Regions from separate parts of the Sus scrofa genome. Here regions 2, 3 and 4 are each linked to region 1. Evidence: chromatin contacts called from public HiChIP or PLAC-seq and promoter capture Hi-C data. All regions are on one chromosome and are shown on one strand. Each heading gives the region's core, a stretch centred on a gene start, on an enhancer-like site or on the middle of the called end of the contact. The rest is flanking DNA. Distances are from core to core; before and after follow the strand shown. Region 1 holds the start of RPL7L1 (ribosomal protein L7 like 1). Region 2 holds the start of MED20 (mediator complex subunit 20). Region 3 holds the start of GUCA1B (guanylyl cyclase-activating protein 2). Region 4 holds the start of MRPS10 (28S ribosomal protein S10, mitochondrial).

Region 1 (5,537 bases), core at 1,986-4,485:
TCAGCCTCCCAGGATCCAGCAAGTTCCCTACCTTTCGATGCGTACAACAAAGGCCAAGGAATGTTTATCTGGCACTTCCAAGCCATGAGGCTTCACTTCCAGTCGTCTGAGGCGCACTCTGTCACGTAGTTGCCGCCAGGAATCATGTAGGAACCATTCCAGTCGTTTAAACTTGAGTTCCTTTCCTTTCCTCTGCTACAGAGAAGACAGACTATCACCACCACTTTATGTCTCTAATTGTCTTTACTTCTGCAACAGTCATTCATTAGTCACTATCGGTAGAGCTTATTTGCCCTCTGTTCTGGAAAAGGGACCAAACATCCTCTATTTTTTTTTTTTTTTAAAAAAACAGCGAACCTGCCACAGACTAGGGGTCAGATGGGAGCTACAGCTGCCAGCTGTCATCACAGCCTTGGCAATACCAGATCTGAGCTGCATCTGCGACCTACACCACAGCTTGTGGCAACCCTGGATCCTTAACCCTCTGAGTAAGGCCAGGGCTTGACCCTGCACCCCCACGGAGACAATGTCAAGTTCTTTTTTTTTTCCTTTTTGTCTTTTTAGCGCCGCTTCCGAGGCAATATGGAGGTTCCCAGGCTAGAGGTCCAATTGGGGCTACAGCTGCCATCCTGTGCCACAGCCACACAGGATCCAAGCCGCATCTGCAACCTAACCACAGCTCACGGCAATGCCAGATCCTTAAGCCACTGAATGAGGCCAGGGATCGAACCTGCAACCTCATGGTTCCTAGTGGGTTTCGTTTCCACCACGCCACAATGGGAACTCCAACGTCAAGTTCTTAACCCACTGAGTCAATACAGGAACTCCCATCCCTTTTTTTTCTCTTTTTTTTAGTTTTCCCAGCATCATTCGTTTTTTAAAATGATTTTTTACTTTTTCCATTATAGTTGGTTTTACAGTGTTCCGTCAATTTTCTACTGTACAGCAGTGACCCAGTCACAAACATACATACATTCTTTTTCTCACATTATCCTCCATCATGCTCCATCATAAGTGACTAGATATAGTTCCCAGTGCTATACACTAGGACTTTATTATATAATGGAAAAACCCACTCTGGTGGTTTTGTGGGTTAAGGATCCAGTGTTGTCACTGCTGTGGCGTGGGTGTTGGGGAGGGGAAACAACACCAACATACTCAAGTAAAGGTGAAATTGAGAAAACCTGAGAACTACTGGGGACAGTCCTTGTTGAATAAGCAAAAAACCAATTAGTTTACACACTGTCAGTCAACGTTTATTGGAACATAAGGCATCATAAAGCTCATGCCTCCCAAATATGTATTTCTCCAAAACATTTGGCAAATAGCAAAAACTATTTCAGAGTCCTGTTGTGGCTCAGCGGGTTAAGAACCTGATCAGTATCCATGAGGCTGTGGGGTCAATCCCTGGCCTCACTCAGTGGGTTAAGTATTCTGCATTGTTGTAGCTGTGGTGTAGGCCAGCAGCTGCAGCTCTGATTAGACCTCTGGCCTGGAAACTTCCATACTCCATATATGTGGTCCTAAAAAGAAAAACAAAACAAACAAAAAACGCAAACCAAAAAACCTGGTACATTAAAAAAAAAAAAATTAGAGTTCCCAATATGGCACAGCAGGTTAAGGACCCAGCAATGCCACAGCTGTGGCTCAGACTGGAATCTTGGCCCAGGAACTTCCATATGCCATGGATGTGGTTGAAAAAAGTAAGTAAAATTTTTAAGTTTTTGGGAGTTCCTGTCGTGGCTCAGCAGAAATGAATCTGACTAGTATCCATGAGGACACAGGTTTGATCCCTGGCCTCACTCATTGGGTGAAGGACCCGATGTGGTGAGCTGTGGTATATGTCACAGATGTGGCTGGGATCGGGGGTTGCTGTGGCTGTGGTGTAGGCCGGCAGCTGTAGCTCCAATTTGAACCCTAGCCTGGGAGCCTCTATGTGCCACACCTGCCGGCCTAAAAAGAAAAAAGAAAATTTTTTTTCTTTTAGGTACACAAGCATGTTCTCGAATCCCTTGGTATGAACCGGAAGGAACACTCTCCACTGGCTTTTTCCTTAAACTCTACTCCAGTATTTTGCCTGCAGAAAGCATTTGATACATACTTGCTTTGTTTAGCAAATATGTATCATCCAGCTGATGGGGGAAGCCGACTGTCAGTACCAAATTAGTTCAACATGTGCTGGATAAAACTCACCGAACACAAATTCTCATTCCTTCCACCTGGTTCCCCACTATTACCTCTTTCTTTTGCAAAAGCGCTTGCTTCGCCTGTGTGGCTTTGAGGGCCTGATATGCCTTCCTCTTTTTCAAGAGATTTTCTGGAACCAAAGGGATCTTTTTTCTTTGCCTGAGAGAGAAAATGGAGAAAAGCGATAGTATTTAGGAAACAAATCTGCAATGCGTTTCCAAACGACAGCTTGGGCTTCGCAAACATTACTGTCTAAAACCTCCTAAGGACCGCGCTCCCACCCCGCCACCTGGCGTTTCTGACTCCAGTTCTCAAAAGCTTTCAAGAACCATGAACCCCTTAGCCACTGGTCCTCGTATGTCAATGGAGCTTTTACTGTCATAGCCTTTTACAGATACCACCAGCGATGAGATTCCGCCCCGTGGGGTTGGGGCGGGTGCGGACCCAGCTGCAGAGATAATACTTAAGTCAGGCTGGGGAAACCCACCCTCCAGCCCGCAGCCTCAAACTCATTCCTCACCCCTTGAGGTAGGTAATCCGAACCTGACAGAGGCCCCATCCGCCCGCCCCAGCCCAACACTTCCTCCCTCCTCCTTCGATAATCTGGAGCCTTTTCTAAGTCTCTCTTCAGTCCACAAGGATCCTTATTTTCCGCCACCGAGAAATAAATACTGAGGATGGCACCAGATGCTCAGGGCACCACCCAGAATCTCAGAGCCCCTGATACTCACTCCTCCTCCGCCATTTTTCCAGCGCAGCTGCTACTGCTCAGGCGTTGCCCCACGCATGGGAAGGAACCTCTCTATGGTCTCTCGACCATAGAGATGTCTACTCTAGCTCACCCCAGGGCGAGCGGGTAGCCTGCGCCTTCTTAGCAGCAATGAACTGCTGAAGTTTTGCTAACCCTGATTCCTATCAAAAGTGGCTCAAAGCTTCCTGGGCGCCGCTTAGAAGCTTTTTAGAGCCCGGTCATCTTCAAAGACCATCCCTTTTTATTTCAGCTGTATTCTCATATCGCCGGAAGCCTGGTCACAAACGAGGAAACGCTTCCCACCGACTTCCGGTAGGGAGTGAGGTGACGATTTTCCGGTTTCTGCTCGCTAGGCTGCGCTTCTCCCGGAAGGCGACTGGCGGGATCCGGTATCCTTCACCTGGTGCGGAGAGCTTGGGGCTGCAGCTTTGGTTCTGTGTTGGTGGAGGTGTGGACGACTTAGGGTGCTGGCAAAGGCATCTCTGATTCCCTCGGCCTGGCTTCGTCAGTGGGTCCCTGATCAAGTGGGTCCCTCTATCCCTTCGTTTCCCTTACCCAAAAAGTGGACGTAATAGCGAATCTTGCCTAATAGCCTTGGGAAAGTTATATGAGCTGCTCCACATAAAGCGCTTAGAACAAAGTCCAGTAAGCAGTTAACACTGTGTTAATTATTATTCCTGCTGTACCGAAAACGAGAAATTGCAACTTACGATTTCAGAACTCCCTCATAATAGCTCTCACCACCTGGAATAGGTTTCCTTCTCTCCTGCTCTTCAGAAAGAAATAAAAACTCACGTGTTGTCTTTAATGGAAACCTCCAGACCAGTGTGTCTCAAGCATTAATGTGCATAGGAGTCACATGAAAATCTTGTTAAAATCACGTTTTTATTCAGGAGGGGCGGGGAGTCAATATTCTGCATTTTAAACGTGATTCAAAGTGATGGGGATGCTTCAAGTGCATTTTGACTAGAAGGGCTTTTTCTTTTTCTTTTCTTTCTCTTTCTTTCCTTTGTTTTTTGGCGGCCCCCTCAGTATGTGGAAGTTTCTGAGTCAGGGATCAAACCTGTGCCACAGCAGTGACCTGAGCCACAGCAGTGAAACACTGGACCTTAACCCGCTGAGCCACAAGAGAACTCATGACTAGCAAGTATCTTGAGAAGTCTCTCCTTTTTCTGAATTCCTTCAGCATGTTTATTTTTTAAGAATTCCTGTAGTGGCACAGCGGAAAGAATCCGACTAGAAACCATGAGGTTGTGGGTTTGATCCCTGGCCTCACTCAGTGGGTTAAGGACCCGGTGTTGCTATGAGCTGTGGTATAGGTCAAAGAGGTGGCTCGGAGCTGGCGTGGCTGTGGCTGTGGCGTAGGCCAGCAGCTGTAGCTCTGATTCAATGCCTAGCCTGGGAACCTCCATATGCTGCAGGTTCAGCCTTAAAAAAAAAGCAAAAAAAAAAAAAAAATTTTAAATGTTTCTCGGCATTATAGGCTTTTGGGGCCAGATAATTCTTTGTCCTGTTGGTTGTAGAATATTTTGGCAGCATCCCAGGTTTCTACCCACTGCATGCCAGTAGCATCTCCATCCTAGTGGTGACAAAGTTCTTGTCTCCAGGCATTGCCAAATGTCTAGCACAGTCTATGTATATTTATGTTAAGGTCTAAGGCAATGTCACTGTTTGACAGTCAGCACTTAAAGGCATCACCACAGACTTTATCCTGTATTGTTTGGTTTATTGTTTCCCTGATTAGACAGGGTTCTCTGAATGCAGGGAAGTCATCACATCTCTGAATCTTCTACAGCACCTCTCACAACAACAGGCACCTGCAGGGGCTGGTTAACCATCTAAACTCAAGGCATCACATTGGTATGTGCTATGCATCTAAGACAACCAGAAAGACAGTGCCATGCGCAGAATCCAGAACCTGATAAATAAATGTCAAAGGACAACATGGCCTTCAGAGTCACCAACTGTGGCTCAAGCCTCATGCTTACTCTTTCAGCATCTCACCATGTGTCTTAGTTTGTGAAAAAGCAAATAGAGAAGGGACACTAAAGTATAACAAATTCATTAAACAGTAAAAAAGGAATGAAAATAAGTCATTATTTTGTAATATCCTTTGTCTATAGATAAAAGGTATTTCAGAGGTATTAACAATGCAACAATACTCCTGGCTGAAAAAAGACTTGGAAGTCAGGATTCAGGCAAGGCTTTCCAGTGCCAGCAGATGGTGCTAGGAGAACACTTATTTTCGGTGCCAAAGCCAAAGCCCAACTGGTCCAGAGAGAGATGGCGTTGTCTTCAACCCCAAAATGTTCACGAATACATGTTTACTTAGCATTGCGCATGTGCCCTGGGCACTGGGCAAGAATTGAGATTTTTTTTTAAAATTTCAAAGTAAGGTTACTAAATGAGAATGGGGCACGCCATTTGCAACCTGAAGAATCTTGGAGTTCTCTTGTGGCACAGGGAGGGGGTTAATGAGCTGGCATTGTCACTGCCATGGCTCAGGTTGCTGCTGTGGTACAAGTTCAATCTCTGGCCTGGGAACTTCCACATCTTGTGGGTGTGGCCAAAAAAAAAAATTATTCCTTTTAGCCTGTCC
Region 2 (5,537 bases), core at 808-3,307, 870 kb after region 1:
AAAACTGGGATGTGATGTCTTTAATCTTGATCCTGCAGCCAGGAGGCTAGTGTTTCACTGTGAACATGGCTCACAGGGCAAATGAAAGATGAGATCTGAGACCTGGACTAAACAAGCAACTTGGAGGTCAATACTCCCAGCCTAGTAAGGAAAAACTGACCCTCTTTTAATTAATCTCTTTCCCTCTTTAGCCCTTAAACGGTATCCTTCTTTCTGCTCAGAGCAGAAACTCCCCCGTTTCAGGTCTTGTAACTGAGCAGAGCCCCATGGGGCTCCTGGGCACAAGCCTTTCTGTGTCATCCATTTCTTGTTTTGGGAAATAAACTTCAGCCTCCATGACCTTCTCAGAGTTCCAAAGGGCAGGTTCACACAGTTGCTAATCAGGGGAGGGTGAGGATGCAGAGACTGGGGAGGAACAGTTAAAAGACAATAGTACAGGAATTCCTTTTGTGACTCCGTGGTAATGAACCCAACCAGCATCCAGGATGCGGGTTTGATCCCTGGCCTTGGAGGATCTGGTGTTGCCATGAGCTGTGATGCATGTCACAGACATGGCTTGGATCTGGCATTGCTGTGGCTGTGGTGTAGGTCAGCAGCTGCAGCTCTGACTGGACCCCTAGCTCAGGAACCTCCATATGCCACAGGTGCGGTCCTAAAAAGCAAAAAAAAAAAAAAACAAAAAACAGAGACAATAGTGCAACCTTGGGGCAGGTCCAGATTCCTCCTCAAGGAATATACATAGTATCTTTGAGCCCTTCTGCAGAACTATTACTTGATGAAGTATGAAGCATTCTTCAGTGGAAAAAAGGAGGACCACCAGAACCAGTCCTGGGGCCACTAAACAGGAGCGTGAGAAACCGTGCAAGTTTGCCTCGACCCTGGTCCTTAACTGCGGCTCTATTTTCCACTCTTACACTGTAAAACCATCTCCTAATCTCTCTCAAGGGGACCATAGTCTTTAGGGCACTAACCTGCTCTGGCCCTCCTTTGGCAGAGCAATAGAGATATCTTTTTCTTCTTCACCCAAAACCCTGTCTCTGTGCTTCAACTGGGCATCGGAGGACAGAGACAGAGTTTTGGCAACACTACCTGCCTCATATCCTAGCTCCCCTCCTCGCACCGGTTTCCTCCGTGCTACCTGAGATTCTGTCTCCCGGGCCTAGGTCCTAATTTTGCTCCAAATAAAACTTAACTCTCAACTTTTAGGTGAAGGTCTCCAGCCACCCTAAATCCGGCCAGGGCTGGGTCTCCCATTCCATTACCTTTGCTAGAGTGTAATACGCCCCCCTGGGTTTTTTTTTTTTTTTTTAATTCCAAACTATTATCCTGCCGGACACTTTTCAGCCTACCACTACCAACTACCCATCCTCTTTCTCGCACCCACTCTCGCTACTCACCCAGCCGCGTGGTGCGATCTTGAGGTGCCGCCGGCCTGTCCCCGGTCCCATGCTCAGCCTCGAGCTCCTCTTGCTGCTGCCGCGCTTGTTGCAAAATCCGTCGGGTCAGCCGAGGCCCCACGTACTCCTCCTCCTCTTCTCCGGTTCCGCGACCCCGCCGCTTTTCCCGGGTCCCCGCCCGCACCGCATTCCCAGCCAGGATTTGGTCGGCCAGGGGCGCATGCTTTTCCTGACCCTCGGCCCCGCGGGCGGCCTTGAGTTTGGGCATTTCGCTAGAAAACCTCGCCGGGAAGTTTCACATGTGGGGACAGAGGAAAAGCTCTGAGTGCGCCGGCGCAGGGAACTCCCCAGAGGCCAGACGGTGATTACAGCGCCCCCTGGTGTTCGGAGGCCGGACCTGCCACCATCCCCGCCCCACCCCCTGATAGAGCTCCTGAGTCCTGGAGCTGGACTCCCGAATAAACTCATTGCAATTAACATCGCCTTCTCTAAGCAGTGGCAGTCCAAGCCACGCTTTCTTAGCTTCATGAATCTAGGCCCGGGGTGATTTGTCGAATAGGAAGTCCCCGAGCTGCAAGCCTAGGGGGCGGAGCCCTGCAGTGACGTCACTGGAGGCGCCTGTACGCCCCGTTCCTCGTGGCCGCCGAAGGGACTCGCACTTTTTACGTTATTTCCGGAGCACCTCCTACTACCGAAGCTTTCGTTAGGTCGGTGGTTTCACCTCGCGTGGGCTGCAGCAGAGCACTGCGTATCAGCTGTTCAGTACTGTCATCTTCCTGGCCTAACATCATGGGAGTGACTTGGTAGGACTTCAAGGGATTTCGTGGGGCGAAGCTTGGGGTGGTGAAGGGCCGGTGGAGCCTCCAGTGTCCCCGAGAGGAGGATCGGGATCAGGGTCTGAGAGAGATGCCCTCGAGTTGTGTGGGTGAGGGGACCACTGTGAGGGCTGCGAAATCTGCGGGCCTTTTTCCTCGGAGATGCGCCCCTTCTTTCTCAAAGGTGGCAGGTTAAAAATTTTTATCTTAAGAATCCACCAGTGGTCGCGTACCTCCTTCCGTTTTTCTTGGTATATTCTTCCTGCTCGTCATCCCACAGTACTGCCTGGGGTCGGAAATAGTATGTCGGGTTTAGGACCCATCTGCAGTCAAGGTTGGATGGGTTGTGGGGAGGGAGATAGACAACATTGAAGGCAGTATCTTTTTTAGGTTTTTGCCCTTCCCTATGGCCACTAAATGCAGTTAGACCAGCCTGTGTCTAGTTCTAATTTGGCCATTTTAAGATCTCGGGTCTAGAGGGGGAAAAAAAGAAGCTATTGGGAGTTAGGAGATTGGGATGTTAGGCACATCACCTCCTCAGAACCTGTTTCCTACTATGTTTAATTACATGCTTGGTTTAGTTTCTGTGGACTTAATATCTGTAACGTGTTATGAGTCAGAGTGCAGGGAAATATGGGCCTCATGCTCTTGGAGGCATTAGTTCCAAAATGCTAGATTTCAGGGCTTAAAAGAAAAAAAAAAAAAAAGGTATCTGGAGCATCTTTCCAATCAGAGAGGGCTAGAGGCCAGGGTATCAGGAGTCAGTGGCTATAGAGTCTTCATATAAGAAAAGAGCCTGTGGGAATTCTTCCTCCCAGTCACCCAAGTCTTGCACACTTGTCAGTGACTGCACATTTGCTTCCTGCAGTTGACATCATGAGCCTCTTTGGAAGTCTTTTAGTGTAAGGAGGATGTGAAGAATGGAGATGAAAAGTTTCCTCCGCAGAGGCATGGAATCCTGGAAGCCCCTGTTGTTTTTTTCTTTTCTTTTTTAAATTAAAATATAGTTGATTTACAACATTGTGTCAGTTTCTGCTGTGAGGCCCCTGTTGTTGTTTTTGTTTTTGTTTTTGTTTTCTTTTTTCTTTTTTTCTTTTTAGGGCTGTTCCTACAGCTTTTTTTTTTTCTTCTTCTTTTTTTCTTTTTAGGGCCGTTCCTGTGTCACATGGAAGTTCCCAGGCTAGAGGTTGAATCAGAGCTGTGGCTGCCAGCCTGTGCCACAGCAATGCCAGATCCGAGCTGCATCTGCAACCTACACTACAGCTCATGGCACCGCCAGATCCTTAACCCACTGAGCGAGGCTAGGTGATCGAACCCATATCCTCATGGATACTGGTCACATTCTTAACCCGCTGAGCCACGAGCAGAACTCCGAAGCCCCTGTTCCTTCAGTGCAGAAGGCAGACAGAGGGAAAAGGCCCTCTGTTGGGACCCTTCTCGACTTTTCAGATTCCTAGTACTTTGGACCCCAGTTGTATCATCTAAGGGATTCTCTTATTTTTCAAAATAAAGGCCATCATCATTGTGGCTTGTTAGTGCTCTTCCTGATGGAGATTACTGACAATTTGTAGCAACAGCAGGGGTCTGTTTTTATATTTTCCTTTAGTTGATCATAATTGGTCATAAAGTAATGCAGTACCTCCCAAAATTCAGCCACATAATGATTGTCTTTATGATTTTTATATAACTTCATAGCACTTGAACTATTTATTTTTTTTTAATTTTTTTTTTCTTTTTGCCATTTCTTGGGCCGCTCCCGCAGCATATGGAGGTTCCCAGGCTAGGGGTCTAATCAGATCTGTAGCCGCTGGCCTACGCCACAGCTCACGGCAACACAGGATCCTTAACCCACTGAGCAAGGGCAGGGATCGAACCCACAACCTCATGGTTCCTAGTCGGATTCGTTAACCACTGCGCCACGACAGGAACTCCTAATGCTTTCTTTTGATTCTGTTTTTTTCCTTATAAGTATTTTAACAGACAACTGTATCCTTAGGAAAGCATTCTTTTTTTTTTTTTTCCTCTTTCAGCTGCACTCGAGGCATATGGAAGTTCCCAGGCCAGGGACTGAATCTGAGTCACAGCTGTAAGCTGTGCCACAAATGTGGGAATGTCAGTTCCTTAACCCACTGCCCCAGGGCAGTATCAAACCCATGCCGTCACAGAGACAATGCTGATCCTTAACCACAGTGGGAACTTGGAAAGCTTTCGGTGGAGCATTTAAGAGCATGGACACGGAGCCACCTCACTTGACTACACTGCATTAAGCAGTATGACCTTGTGCCAGTTACTCAACCTCTCTGTTCAGTAGTTTTCTCATTTGTAATGAAGAAATGATTATGCTGTGTCTTATAGGGCTGATGCAAGTTAATTCATCTAAAGGCTTTGGGCACTGCCTGGCTCATAGTTGGTGCTTGGTAATTATTACCTACCACTTAAAGTAGAAGCCAGTTGCACTCTCCATAGAAGGAAATCTTGGAAATAACTTTTTATCTCATTGTTTTGGCTAAATTCTTGTTGCCTCTCACTCTCAAAGATTAGAAACTTGAGGCTTGCTTTCTCTTTGATCCAAGGATCCTTAGAACTTTCTTCATTGATGAAAATGTTCTATGTCACTGTCCGGTACACCAGTTCCTAGCCACTTGTGGCTATTGAGCTATTGAAATGTGGGCAGTGCAACTGAAGAGTTGAAGTTTTCATTTCTGTCGCACATGGCTTGTGGCTCCTGTGCTGGACAGCTTTCGTTCAAAGTGTTAGAGAGTTAGTAAAAACACAGTAACCCCAAATGGAGGCTTTCTCCTTGATGGAGTCAGAACTGAAAGAAACACAGAGTAAATTCCTTTCTCATCACATGACTTAGTGTCACTGAATGCTCGCTCTGTGTGCCACCTAAAACATTGGCACACATGCCACACTTGGGAAATGCAGGTGCAGTAGGCTGTTCTCTGCAAATGTGTGAGACTCCTAAGACCAAGCTCTGGTTCTTAGCAGAGCCCCAGGGACTGTGGGCCTCTATTTCCTTGTCTTTATGAGGGGGTTGGGTTGACGGTGTCTAAGCTGACACCTGGCCCTGATGAGCTGTGATCCTGCGACTGGCTCACGTGAGTCCATGTGCATAATGATTTTGGTCCCCTCCCTTCCAGTGTGTCCCAGATGCCTGTGGCCGAGGGCAAGAGTGTCCAGCAGACTGTGGAGCTACTCACCCGGAAATTGGAGATGCTTGGGGCAGAGAAGCAAGGAACATTTTGTGTGGACTGTGAGACCTACCACACTGCTGCCTCTACCCTTGGCAGCCAAGGTCAGTGAGCGATGGATCTCTGGGATG
Region 3 (5,537 bases), core at 2,083-4,582, 630 kb after region 1:
GAAGACAACAGTAGGGCTTAAGGCCCAGCCCATCTAGGACTCTGCAGACACTGGTTTATTGCTTGCAAGCATTTCCCCCTGGAGCCAGGCTTAGGGTTGAATGCCCATGATCCCCAGGGTTCTCTTTGCAAATCCCTGCTCAATTCCTAACCCTGCCCTCCTTAAATCCTTACTGTTGTTCCTCACTTCAAGCTATCATTCTCTGTGGAGTCCTAATCCTCTTTAAAACGATATATTTATACCTCGACAGCTCAGCGGTATTTAAGGGCAGGTCATGGGCGACTGACCCTCAGGAAAGCCCATTGAGTTTTAGATTCCTCTGCCAGAAGCTAAATGAAGTTCTGTTTCATTCAGACAATCTTTTGAGCACAAGTACCATCCTTTAACCACTCCTCAGTGTTGCTTAAATATCGAAAAACATGAGGGGGAGTTCCCGTCGTGGCGCAGTGGTTAACGAATCCGACTAGGAACCATGAGGTCATGGGTTCGGTCCCTGCCCTTGCTCAGTGGGTTAACGATCCGGCATTGCCGTGAGCTGTGGTGTAGGTTGCAGACGCGGCTCGGATCCCGCGTTGCTGTGGCTCTGGCGTAGGCTGGTGGCTACAGCTCCGATTCGACCCCTAGCCTGGGAACCTCCATATGCCGTGGGAGCGGCCCAAGAAATAGCAACAACAACAACAACAAAAAGACAAAAGACAAAAAAAAAAAAAAAAAAAAAAATACATTGTGCGATGGTTTGGTAATGAATGGGCAGTGTACCTGTTAAGTTGTATAACGTCTCTTACATAAAAAAAAAAAAAAAAAAGAAAGAAAAACATGAGGAAGCGGACAGGGTGACACTACCTTCACACGGAGCTGGTTGAAGTGCTGTTGGCACAGAGCCAAGGGGCTGATGGTGTATGTTGTCTTCAGGTGTAATGAGATGGATGCAAGGTTGAAAATCACTGGAGGCCTCTTCCAGTTCTAAAAATCCCATTATCTTTTCATATCAACAAATATTTGCTAACCCAACCACTCTCAAAGGAGTCAAGAACTGGTCTTGTAAAATTATGAAGAGCTCACATGAATTCAGCTCTGTGTGTGAAGCACTTGGCTCAGTTTACTCAAGTCCTGTTTGTGTGTGACCCAGAACTCTTTGCTTGTGCCAGGCAGAGTTCTAGGCTTTGGAAATTCTCCCTGGTGTGTATGGTGAAGTTCCTCTCCTCCAGGATCTCAAACTCTAGTGGAGACAAATAATAAAGACCGTTTCATATGCAGTTAAACACTAGTAGGCACAAGTTCTCCTGCGGCACAGCAGGTTAAGGATTGGTGGTGTCGCTGCAGCGGCTCAGGTCACTGCTGTGGCTCAGAGTCAAGCCCCATCCCTGGGACTTCCACATGTCAGTGTGGCCATTAAAAAAAATAATAAATTTAAAAAAGGGAGGTCATTGGTGACCACTGTAAAGCCTTCCCCATGGAGCAATAGGGATGAGCGTCCAGTTGGAGTAAGTCGAGAAGAGAACAAGAAATGAAGAGGAGTTTCCATCGTGGCTCAGCCATTAATGAATCTGACTAGCATCCCTGGCCTTGCTCAGTGGGTTAAGGATCCGCCATCACGGTGAGCTGTGGTGTAGGTTGCAGACACAGCTCGGATCCAACGTGGCTGTGGCTGTGGCGCAGGCTGGGAGCTACAGCTCCGATTCAACCCCTAGCCTGGGAACCTCCATGTGCCTCGGGTGTAGCCCTAAAAACAAAGAAAATAAAACCAAAAAAAAAAAAAATGAAGAGGATGCAGGATAGGTTCAGTTATCTATTGCTACCTTTTTTTTTTTTTTTTTTTTGGTCTTTTTGATCTTTTTTGGCCTTTTCTAGGGCCGCTGCCATGACATATGGAGGTTCCCAGGCTAGGGGTCTAATCAGAGCTACAGCCGCCAGCCTACACCACAGCCACAGCAACGCAGGATCCGAGCCGTGTCTGTGACCTACACCACAGCTCATGGCAACGCCAGATCCTTAACCCACTGAGCAAGGCCAGGGATCAAACCCACAACCTCATGGTTCCTAGTCGGATTCGTTAACCACTGCGCCACAATGGGAACTCCTATTTATTGCTACCTTTAAAAAGCCTGCCGACATCTACTTTGCGTGCAGATTGGAAGTTTGGGCAGGGCTCTCTGGGAACATTGGCTGCTCCTTTTGGTATCAGCTGGGGTGGCTGGAAGGCTGGGGCCAGAGTCATCTGCAGGTTCCCTCACTCCCTCACTCACACACCTGCTGGTTGAGGCTGACTGTCAGCTGGAAGCTCTGCATGTGCCCTGGGCTTCCCCGTAACACGGCAGCTGCGTTCTAAGGACAAGTCCTGAGGGAGAGCCAGGTACAAACCCTATCGCCTTTGGTGATATGACCTTGGAAGTCTCATAGTGTTCCTTCTGCCCATTCTCTTGGCTGAGTACCATAAAGTCCCATCCAGGTTGAAGAGAGGGAGAAATAGACTCTTCCCCTTGATGTGAGAAACATGTGCGACTAGACCTGCTGCTGTGCCGTTTTCAGAAAATAGCATCTTCAAGGGGAGCCAAAATTAAGACAGTAGCTGGAAGGGAAGAGTAGGCATAGTGCAAGATTTTAAAATTTCTTTTATTTTTAAATTTTATTTATTTGGGGGGGCTGCACCCATGACATGCAGAAGTTCCCAGGCCGGGGATGCACCAGAGCCACAGCAGTGACAATGCCAGATCTTTTAACTACTAGGCTACCAGGGAACTCCTTTAATTTCTTTTGAAATGTTTTCATTTCTTTCAAAATCAGAAGAAAGAGTTAATAAAATGCAGTCTGGACTGGGCTGGATTATATTCATCTTTATAGCAATGAATGATAACATAGAACTTTTCATATTGATTTATTTAATTATCACTATCTTCTGACCCCTAAAGGCAAAAGCGGACAGGTCCAAAAAAGTCACAGTGGGATGCTGAATGTGGGGGTCAAGGGTGAATTTTTATTGTGTTTTGTTTTGTTTTCATGAAGGTGAAATGAAAGCATGTTGGCACCAGGAAGGGTCCATTAGAGAAGGGCAAACAGAGGGTGCAGAACGGGATGACTGTGGACGTGAAGTCTTGAGTAGACATCTGGAAGCCAGGTGGCACAGGTGGAGAGTGGGAAAGGGACCAGGAAGAGGCAGGGGATGTGGGCACAGGTGCACAGAGCTGTGTCTGTGGAGGGAAGATGGAGTAGTTGTCTGGTGCATCTACTTCCCTGTGAGGTGAAGGAGGTGACAAGGCCACCCGCTGAACGTGGGAGTGAGGGGAGGCTTGAGGACAGGAAGTGTGGTGGAATAGTCATCTCTGGGGCCGGGGAGTGACGGCCCCAGAGGAAAGCGAGCAGTACCATTGTCCGCCACTCTTTGAAGTGTGTACAGCCAGCGTGAGTTTCTCACTTTCTCTAGCCATGTTCAGCTTCCTCTTAATATAATTGATTCAACAACAAATTCGCATGAACCTTTAATATAAAAGTAAGAGCACTCGGAGGTGAATTAGGCCACGCTCCCAGATCTTTGTCAGGTGTTTATCCTTTTGGAGAAAAGTGGGACGAGCCCTGCCAATAGATCTTGGAGGGAGGGTGTAGGAGGGAAATATTTGTAATTTAAACTGGGAAATGGACATCTGCCAGGACTGTGGGCTACGATCTGTGGTTGGGCTGCAGATAGCAGGCTGGGGCAGAGTCTGCGAGCGGGCAGAGCTGTTCACCCAGAGCCCCTCACTCCATTGCTTCAGCTGCTTCTCACTAGGCCAAGTTGAGGGCGAGACCCAGATCACCAGCGATCCTGTTTCACAGGCTGGGAGTTGCCTTGCTCCCTCTGTGGACCTCACAGTCTCCAGTATCTCCAAGATGGGCCTCCCTGGAGTGGCATGGGGCCCAACCAAGGGACAGGGAGTGACTCTGAGATGGGAGGGTCCCTGGCTTCCCAACTCATCTTCACTCTCCCTCCTCCATGCCTGCCTCTCAGTTACCCGCCCTTCTCCCTCTTCAGAATCTGCCTGGCAGCTTAGTTGAGTGGCGAAAGGGAGGGGTGAGGCTGGTGGAATTTAGCTGACGGGAGGGAGGTCAGAGCTTCCAGGAGAATCTTCTAATGATCTTAGGGGGATTAGACGGCCTGGTCCCGCCCCGTTGCCGCAGCCCCCTACACTGCCCATCTCTGTCAGCTGGCCAGGAGACGATGAAGAGGCTGGCTAAGCAGAGGACAGGGAGGAAGAGGGCCCGAGCCTAAGGAATCCCTCTGGCAGAAGCAGGGGGAGGCGGGCAGAGACCCTTGCTCCCTGACGTCCGGGGGGAGAGGGGCCGGGATGGGGCAGCAGTTCAGCTGGGAGGAGGCGGAGGGGGAGGAGAACCGCGCGGTGGACGTGGCCGAGCTGCAGGAGTGGTACAAGAAGTTCCTGACGGAGTGCCCCAGCGGCTCGCTCTTCATGCACGAGTTTAAGCGCTTCTTCAAGGTCGCAGGCAACGAGGAGGCCACTCAATATGTAGAGGGCATGTTTGTTCCGCGCCTTCGACAGGAACGGGGTAAGGTTCCCCGAAGGGCAGGAAGGATGGCTCGGGTCTCGTCCTGGAGCGAAAGGCGCATCCTCGTGGGAGCTCGGCTCCCCAGTCCCCCCGCCCTTCCTCCATCCCCTCTTCACTTTTTCTATCCCACTCTTTCCCCCAAACGCTTCTCTCCCCACATCATTCTTCCCTCCCGCCTTCTCTTCCTCCTCTCCGCCCTCGTCTGACTCGCCCTCTTCCTGCGAGCTGGGACTCTGCAGAAAGGCACACGGTGTCCAGTCCTCTCTCCGTGTATTTATGGACAGGGCTCCGCAGCCGGACCACCTGGTTTTTCGCATCCATCCGAGCCCCCCTCACTCTAAAGATAAGGGGCTCCAGAGCCGTTCTAAACGGGCCAAGCTATCCCGGCACAGCCCGTGAGCGCCCCCTTGTTGGGGTCCCTCGAATTGAGACAGGTCCGCTCTACCCGCCAAGAACGCTGGAGGAGGCTCCTGCGGGGACTGGGAGGTTACCCGGCCTATTGCCAAAGTCCCTTTCTATTCTTCAAGCCACGGAAGAGTCCATGAAATTATCCACCCGTAGGGTTTCTTCAAGCCCTTAGGTGGCAGCAGGAGCTAAGAAAATATACTTTTTAAATGCACACCTGGGAACTGAATTTTAAAATGGAAACCCCTTCGTTACTTAAGGCCATCCAGTCAAGCGCCTCTGCAATTCTTTAAGCCATTAGGATTGCCTCAAATACTTATTTAAGTCCCCTAAATTGAGGAGAAGGTGGGTTGGACCTAAATAATTAATCTGGAGGAAGTGCGAGTACCCCACTTTTTTGCAAGGGAGGGCTCTGCTTTCTAGACTGAGTCACTGAGAATGCTCAGGGCCGCCTTTGCCCCGTCCCGGTCAGTGCACGTCTCCTCGTCGCCTGTAGGGGGCGCTGAGGCGGAGTCAGCGTCATCCCAGCCACAGAAACCTCCCTGGGATGAACCCTAATAAACTCCCTCTGGGGCTCAAAGTGAGCTTCAGGCTTC
Region 4 (5,537 bases), core at 1,853-4,352, 610 kb after region 1:
GCAAAGGTTTGGAATAAAGCAAACGTTATGCATTACTGCTATTCTGAACTGCAATTTACAATAGATGCTCGGCAACTATTTGTTAAGTTAACTAATCATCTCTCTAACGTTCCAGGTATGCTTATCCATGTGTGTGTGTGTGTGTGTGTGTGTAAATAAAACCTCTTTTGAGTTTACCTAAAGTCAATTCTGAATTCCACAGACTCCTCGTCTAATTTCCTCAGCCATAGTTAGCCAGCTGTGGAATGAAGATGAGTTTTAATGTTAACATAAGCAAAACATAATTAGGGAGGCATGTTAAGAAATTGAATAATATATTCCTAAGCGAACTATACTGATCTCTGGATACCTCTGTATAAAAGGGCCAAAGGGTTGATTAATTTCCTTACAAGAGAATCTTTTGAAAAGGGCTGCCCCCCACCCCCCACCCCCAAGGGAAGTGTTTAACTTTTCTGTTTGAGCTGGAAAGGCCAAGTATACATGTTTGCTTCACATTCCAACACACATTCCTTACATATAACACAGATCTCCTTCTGGGCTGTTTGGGATCATTACTTCCTCTGCTTGTGTAATTTTATTTTTGGCAGTCTTGCCATCTCTTTTTTTTTTTTAACCACTTTTTTAAGATAGACACATAAAATGCTATGCATATTTTTTAATACAACTTGATGCATTTGGAGACAAGTGTGTAACCACAAAACCATCATGATCGAGGAGAAAAGGCGTCTTTTACAACAACAACTGGTGCAATCAAAATATGATTCAACTTAGAAATAGTTGATGTATACACTTATTTTTCCTGGATCTACAGCAAGATGGACTTGCATCAACTCTCTAGAATCATTTGATCTGCTCATTTACATTAGGTCAGGTTTGAAAGTTTAGGTCATAGGGAAGAGATCCATAATGGACTGGCCAGGCTTCAAAACGCTTTCCATACTAATAAACTAAGAAGTTTTACATGTCCAAACAAAAACAAACAAAAACCCACTGTCCATGCCCATACATCATACCAAAGGGCCCTGTCCACAGCCCCACTGTTGGCAAAACCTGGGGTTGCTCCTCACAATGACTCCCACCTTGCTGCCAACTAACTGGACCCCAAGCTATTAGGTCCATAGTTGGTTTGGTGACACGGGACATGGTTTAGGCCTGAAAAATAAGGGGACTAGGGAGTTCCGGCCACGGTTCAGCGGAAACGAATCCGACTAGGAACCATGAGGTTTCGGCTTCAATCCCTGGCCTCACTCAGTGGGTTAAGGATCTGGTGTTGCCGTGAGCTGTGGTGTAGGTTGCAGATGCAGCTCGGATCTGGCATTGAGGCTAGCAGCTACAGCTCTGATTAGATCCCTAGCTTGGAAACCTCCATATGCCCTAAAAAGACAAAAAAAAAAAAAAAAGAAAGAAAGAAAGAAAAGAAAAGAAAACGAAGGGACTATACCCAATTCCCACACTTCAGAGCATGAATGGAAAAAGCTGGTGAGCCAAAAGCAGCAAGCAGTGACCACAGGCAAGGCAGAATTCTGAGGGAGCAGAAACTGTAAACAGAGAAATCCCATCAATAAAGAGACCATGTTTGGCCTTAGGGATGGAGAGGACATCCAGTCCCTAAAGCTGCTCCGAGCCCACTTTTCCAGTTACAGGAGCAGTTCAGGCCACATACATGTTAAAAAAAATAAATAAATAAAATAACTCCTTTTCTTGCAGGAAGTGGGGACGTGGGGAATCTCTAGTCCTCACATCCAAAAGAGACTTAAGAGACTGGAGCTTACTGAGGTCAGCTGGAGGGGTGCAAAGGGCACTGAACTAGGATTTTTTTCTTTCTTTTTAGGGCCGAACTCAGCATATGAAGGTTCCCAGGCTAGAGGTCTAATCGAAGCTACAGCTGCTGGCCTGCACCACAGCCACAGCAACGTGGGATCCGAGCTGTGTCTTCGACCTACACCACAACTTATGGCAACGCTGGATCCTTAACCCACTGAGCGAGGCCGGGGATCGAACCTGCATCTTCATGGATGCTCAATTCGTTTCTGCTGAGCCACAATGGTAACTCCGGAACTAGGATTTTTGATGATGGTCATTGGTTCAGCTGTAACTAACTCATCATAATGACTTTGAGTCATTTCACTCTGGGCTTCGGTTTTTTCACCTTTTAAATTAGGATAAAATGTATGTATTCTTGTGAGGATCAGATTAGATAACACACGTAAGATTGTTCTCAAGCTGTAATGTCACCATCATTGACAGCTGCAGAACTGTCACCCAGCTGAAGCTACTCAAGGCAGAGACGGGCTGAAGAGCCCTGGAAGAAGCCGCAATAGAGTTGCAGAGCTATGGGAAAACTCCTCTGGCTAAGAGAGACCAGCCAATTGTGAATGTCACAATTGAAAGACGTAATCCGGTTCCGGAAGGGCCCCTGGATAACCTGCCAAGACTATGGCTATTACAGACATCATCACTTAAGTACAACCTCAGGTCGTTCCTCCAGGGCAAAATGAGCTAAGAGACCAGGAGCTTTGGACCACCTGGCCAGGGAATCGTTAAACCAGTGACATCATGACTCTTGACTCTACAATTCAGAAATGTCACAAGACAATGACTAATCCCAGCTGTTTTGCTCTTCCTCTTAAAACAAAACAAAACAAAACCCACCTAACTCAAAGACCAAGTTGGAGTACATCTAAGGCTTGTCTCCCACTCCCTTGCTTGGCGCCCTGCAATAAATCCTTACTTTGGAGCGAACTCCCGCTGTCACTTTGGCTTTCTGCGGGCCACGGGTACACAAGCGCTTCGCTGCGTCATAACGGGAAAATAAATCAACCATTAATCCACTAACTCAGAGATAACATTGTCAATATATCAGCTGACATGACATCAATATATACTTTTTTTCCAAGCATGTATTTGTTATGTTTGCCTCCAACAAAACAGGAACCGTAATTTGAAGAGGGAAACGCTGGCGGAATTCAGTATCCCTCCAGGTACCAGCTGAAGCTTTACCGGCCCGGCTGCGACCGGAAGGAAGCTGGCTGTATTCACAGTCCCACCCTCAGAGAGCGTAGGATCACGTCTCTATGGTTGTTCCTGAGCCGGAACACAGGGATACACTCTTTCCTTTTGCGGAACTCTATGGTCAGAGGATGGCTCTGTGACCCCGGAAGCGATCCCGGGAAGCTGGGGCGGCAAGATGGCGGCGCGAACGGCGTTTGGGGCGCTGGCCCGGCGTCTCTGGCAGGTACCGGGCGCGCTGAGGGTATTAGGCGGACTTACGGATACAGTTGCCTCTATGTCTGGCCGTCGCGTGTCGTTCTGCCAATCTGGAGCCCTCCGCGATATTTATTCCTTATCTCAGCCCGTTGTTTGCAGGGAAGGAGCGAGAAAAGGGCTGATGTTTTGTCGAGTTTCTTTTCATAGGATAAAACGTAATGAGTCAGGGCAACAGGAAGAATCAGAGTGTCAAAGCTGTAAAGAATATAGGACAGCGAAAGTTCCAGACCCGGCCTTTCACATTTGCGAAATAAACCGAGGCTCAGAACAGGCAGGAAGTTTCATCTCTCTGAAATGAGGTGGCATGAGACCTTTGACGCTTCCCGCGGAACCAGACTGAGATACCTTGCTGATAGCCGGGTTTCTGAGACTTAGATGAGAGTCGCTGAAGTCAGAGGAGTTGGTTGGATAACCTCTGCTCGGTTCTTTGGAGAAAGAAACAAAACCTTTAGCATCAGTTCTCAAGTTAGCCTTAGCACCCCTTTACACTCTAAAAATGGTTGAGGACTCCAGAGAGCTTTTATTTTTGTGGGTTTTAGCTGTGAATGTTTAGCTTACTGGAAATTACAACCAAGAATCTTTAAAATGCGTTTTCCTTTAAAAATAGCGCTGGGAGTTCCCATTGTGGCGCAGCAGTATGGAACCCTACTAGCATCCATGAGGACGCGGGTTGGATTCCTGGCTTCGCTCAGTGGGTTAAGGATCCAGCGTTACCATGAGCTGCAGTGTAGGTCGCAGACGGGGCTCGGATCCCGCTTTGCTGTGGCTGTGGTGTAGGCCCTCAGCTGCAGCTCCCATTCAATCCCTAGCCTGGGAATTTCCGTATGCTGCACCTGCAGCCCTAAAAAGAAAAGTAAAAAATTAAAATAACACTAATAAACTCATTACATGTTAACGTAATTAATCTTTGTATGGGGTACAACTAGATTTTCCGAAACAAATTTAGTGAGAAGAGATGTTTTTGCACATCTCTGATTTTGGCTTAATAGAAGACAGCTGGGGTTTCACAGCAGCTTCTGCAGTCTGTTGCTATACCACAGTGTCTGGAAAACTTCACTGCACACTGGTGACAGAATGGCAAAGTTGCAAATAACGTCTTACTATTATTATGGAAGTAAGTTTAATCTCTCCAGCCCACAGTGAAAATGTCCTCGGACCAGAATTTAAGAACCAGTGTTTTTAAGAAAAGGCAGGTGGTGTTAGAGATTGAAATTTTGAGCTATTTTTAAGACACAGTTACCAGACTACAGCTTACGCCTTCAAAAAAAAAAAAAAAGGAGGGAGTCCCTGTTGTGGCTTAGCTGTAACAAACCCGATTAGTATCCATGAGGACGTGGGTTTGATCCCTGACCCTGCACAGTAGGTTAAGGCTTCAGTGTTGCCGTGAGCTGTGGTGTAGATCCTGACACAGCTCGGATCTGGCGTTGCTGTGGCTGTGAGGTAGGCTGGCAGTTACAGCTCCCATTCGACCCCCAGCCTGGAAAATTCCATATGCCTTAGGTTCGGCCCTAGAAAGACAAAAAAGAAAGAAAACTTAAGAACTTCCTAAGATTCATTTGTAGGTTGAACAGCACATTAGGCTTCAACTTTTTAAAGCAGGGGTTTATACCCGGAGAAGATGCCTGGGAAGTGTTGTATTCCTTAGACCTGAGGTCCTTCTGCAGAACCGGATTATTGGGGTGGCCACTGGCATAAATGTGGGAAAGGAGTTTTCTTTTACTGCCTTGTATTGTGTTTGAATTCCTTTCTTTATTTTTCCCCCTTGATCCAGGGGCGATTGTGAAAGTTTCAATTTGCGTCCATCTCAAGTAAAGAAGAGAGGAAGGACAATAAGCTAAGAATAGACTTTTAAAAACATACTTAGGTGACCCTCAGCTGTTTTAAGTTTCATTTGTAGTAAACTGTTATTCTCATCCTCAAAGTATATTTAAGGATTCTGGGAGAGCTTTTGTGACACAGTGGGTTAAGAATCTGGTGTTTTCACTGCAGCAGCCTGGGTTACTACCGTGGCGTGGGTTGGATCCCTGGTGAGGGAATTGCACATGCTGTAGGCGCAGCCAAAAAAGAAAGAAAGAAAAAGAGAGAAAGAAAGGAGGAAAAGGATCCTATTGAGCTTTTCCAGTTTACACTTTTATTTTTATTTTATTTTTTTGCCTTTTAGGACTGCACTCATGGCATATGGAGGTTCCCAGGCTAGGGGTTGAATCAGTGCCACGTCTGCGTCCTACATACACCACAGCTCACGGCAACGCTGGATCCTTAGCCCACTG

The links. Promoter capture Hi-C pulls out the DNA fragments that hold promoters and counts their contacts. HiChIP or PLAC-seq counts read pairs in DNA pulled down with a chosen protein or histone mark.
Region 2: a contact with region 1 is called in an H3K27ac HiChIP or PLAC-seq map of alveolar macrophages. The contact joins the promoter of MED20 here to the promoter of RPL7L1 in region 1. A contact is called at or near these places in 2 of 5 promoter capture datasets (fetal liver and liver) and 2 of 2 datasets of contacts at active chromatin or transcription factors (alveolar macrophages and skeletal muscle).
Region 3: an H3K27ac HiChIP or PLAC-seq map of skeletal muscle shows a contact between it and region 1, with 6 times the contacts expected there. The contact joins the promoter of GUCA1B here to the promoter of RPL7L1 in region 1. A contact is called at or near these places in 1 of 47 Hi-C or Micro-C datasets (embryonic fibroblasts) and 1 of 2 datasets of contacts at active chromatin or transcription factors (skeletal muscle).
Region 4: a contact with region 1 is called in a promoter capture Hi-C map of liver, with 3 times the contacts expected there. The contact joins the promoter of MRPS10 here to the promoter of RPL7L1 in region 1. A contact is called at or near these places in 2 of 5 promoter capture datasets (fetal liver and liver), 2 of 47 Hi-C or Micro-C datasets (embryonic fibroblasts and heart right ventricle) and 1 of 2 datasets of contacts at active chromatin or transcription factors (alveolar macrophages).

The regions. Positions count from the first base shown.
Region 1 is chr7:37,938,247-37,943,783 of Sscrofa11.1, reverse strand. RPL7L1 (ribosomal protein L7 like 1) reads right to left here and starts at 3,235. Exons shown (of 7, transcript NM_001123192.1): 1 at 2,919-3,235; 2 at 2,238-2,346; 3 at 32-195. The coding sequence starts at 2,932.
Region 2 is chr7:37,070,670-37,076,206 of Sscrofa11.1, reverse strand. MED20 (mediator complex subunit 20) reads left to right here and starts at 2,057. Exons shown (of 4, transcript NM_001206352.1): 1 at 2,057-2,200; 2 at 5,356-5,510. The coding sequence starts at 2,187. BYSL (bystin like) reads right to left here and starts at 1,690. Exons shown (of 7, transcript NM_001130731.1): 1 at 1,398-1,690. The coding sequence starts at 1,665.
Region 3 is chr7:37,308,953-37,314,489 of Sscrofa11.1, reverse strand. It overlaps GUCA1B (guanylyl cyclase-activating protein 2), which reads left to right and starts at 3,332. Exons shown (of 5, transcript XM_005665993.3): 1 at 3,332-4,511; 2 at 4,513-4,536. The coding sequence starts at 4,320.
Region 4 is chr7:37,326,811-37,332,347 of Sscrofa11.1, reverse strand. It overlaps MRPS10 (28S ribosomal protein S10, mitochondrial), which reads left to right and starts at 3,102. Exons shown (of 7, transcript XM_005665997.3): 1 at 3,102-3,235. The coding sequence starts at 3,188.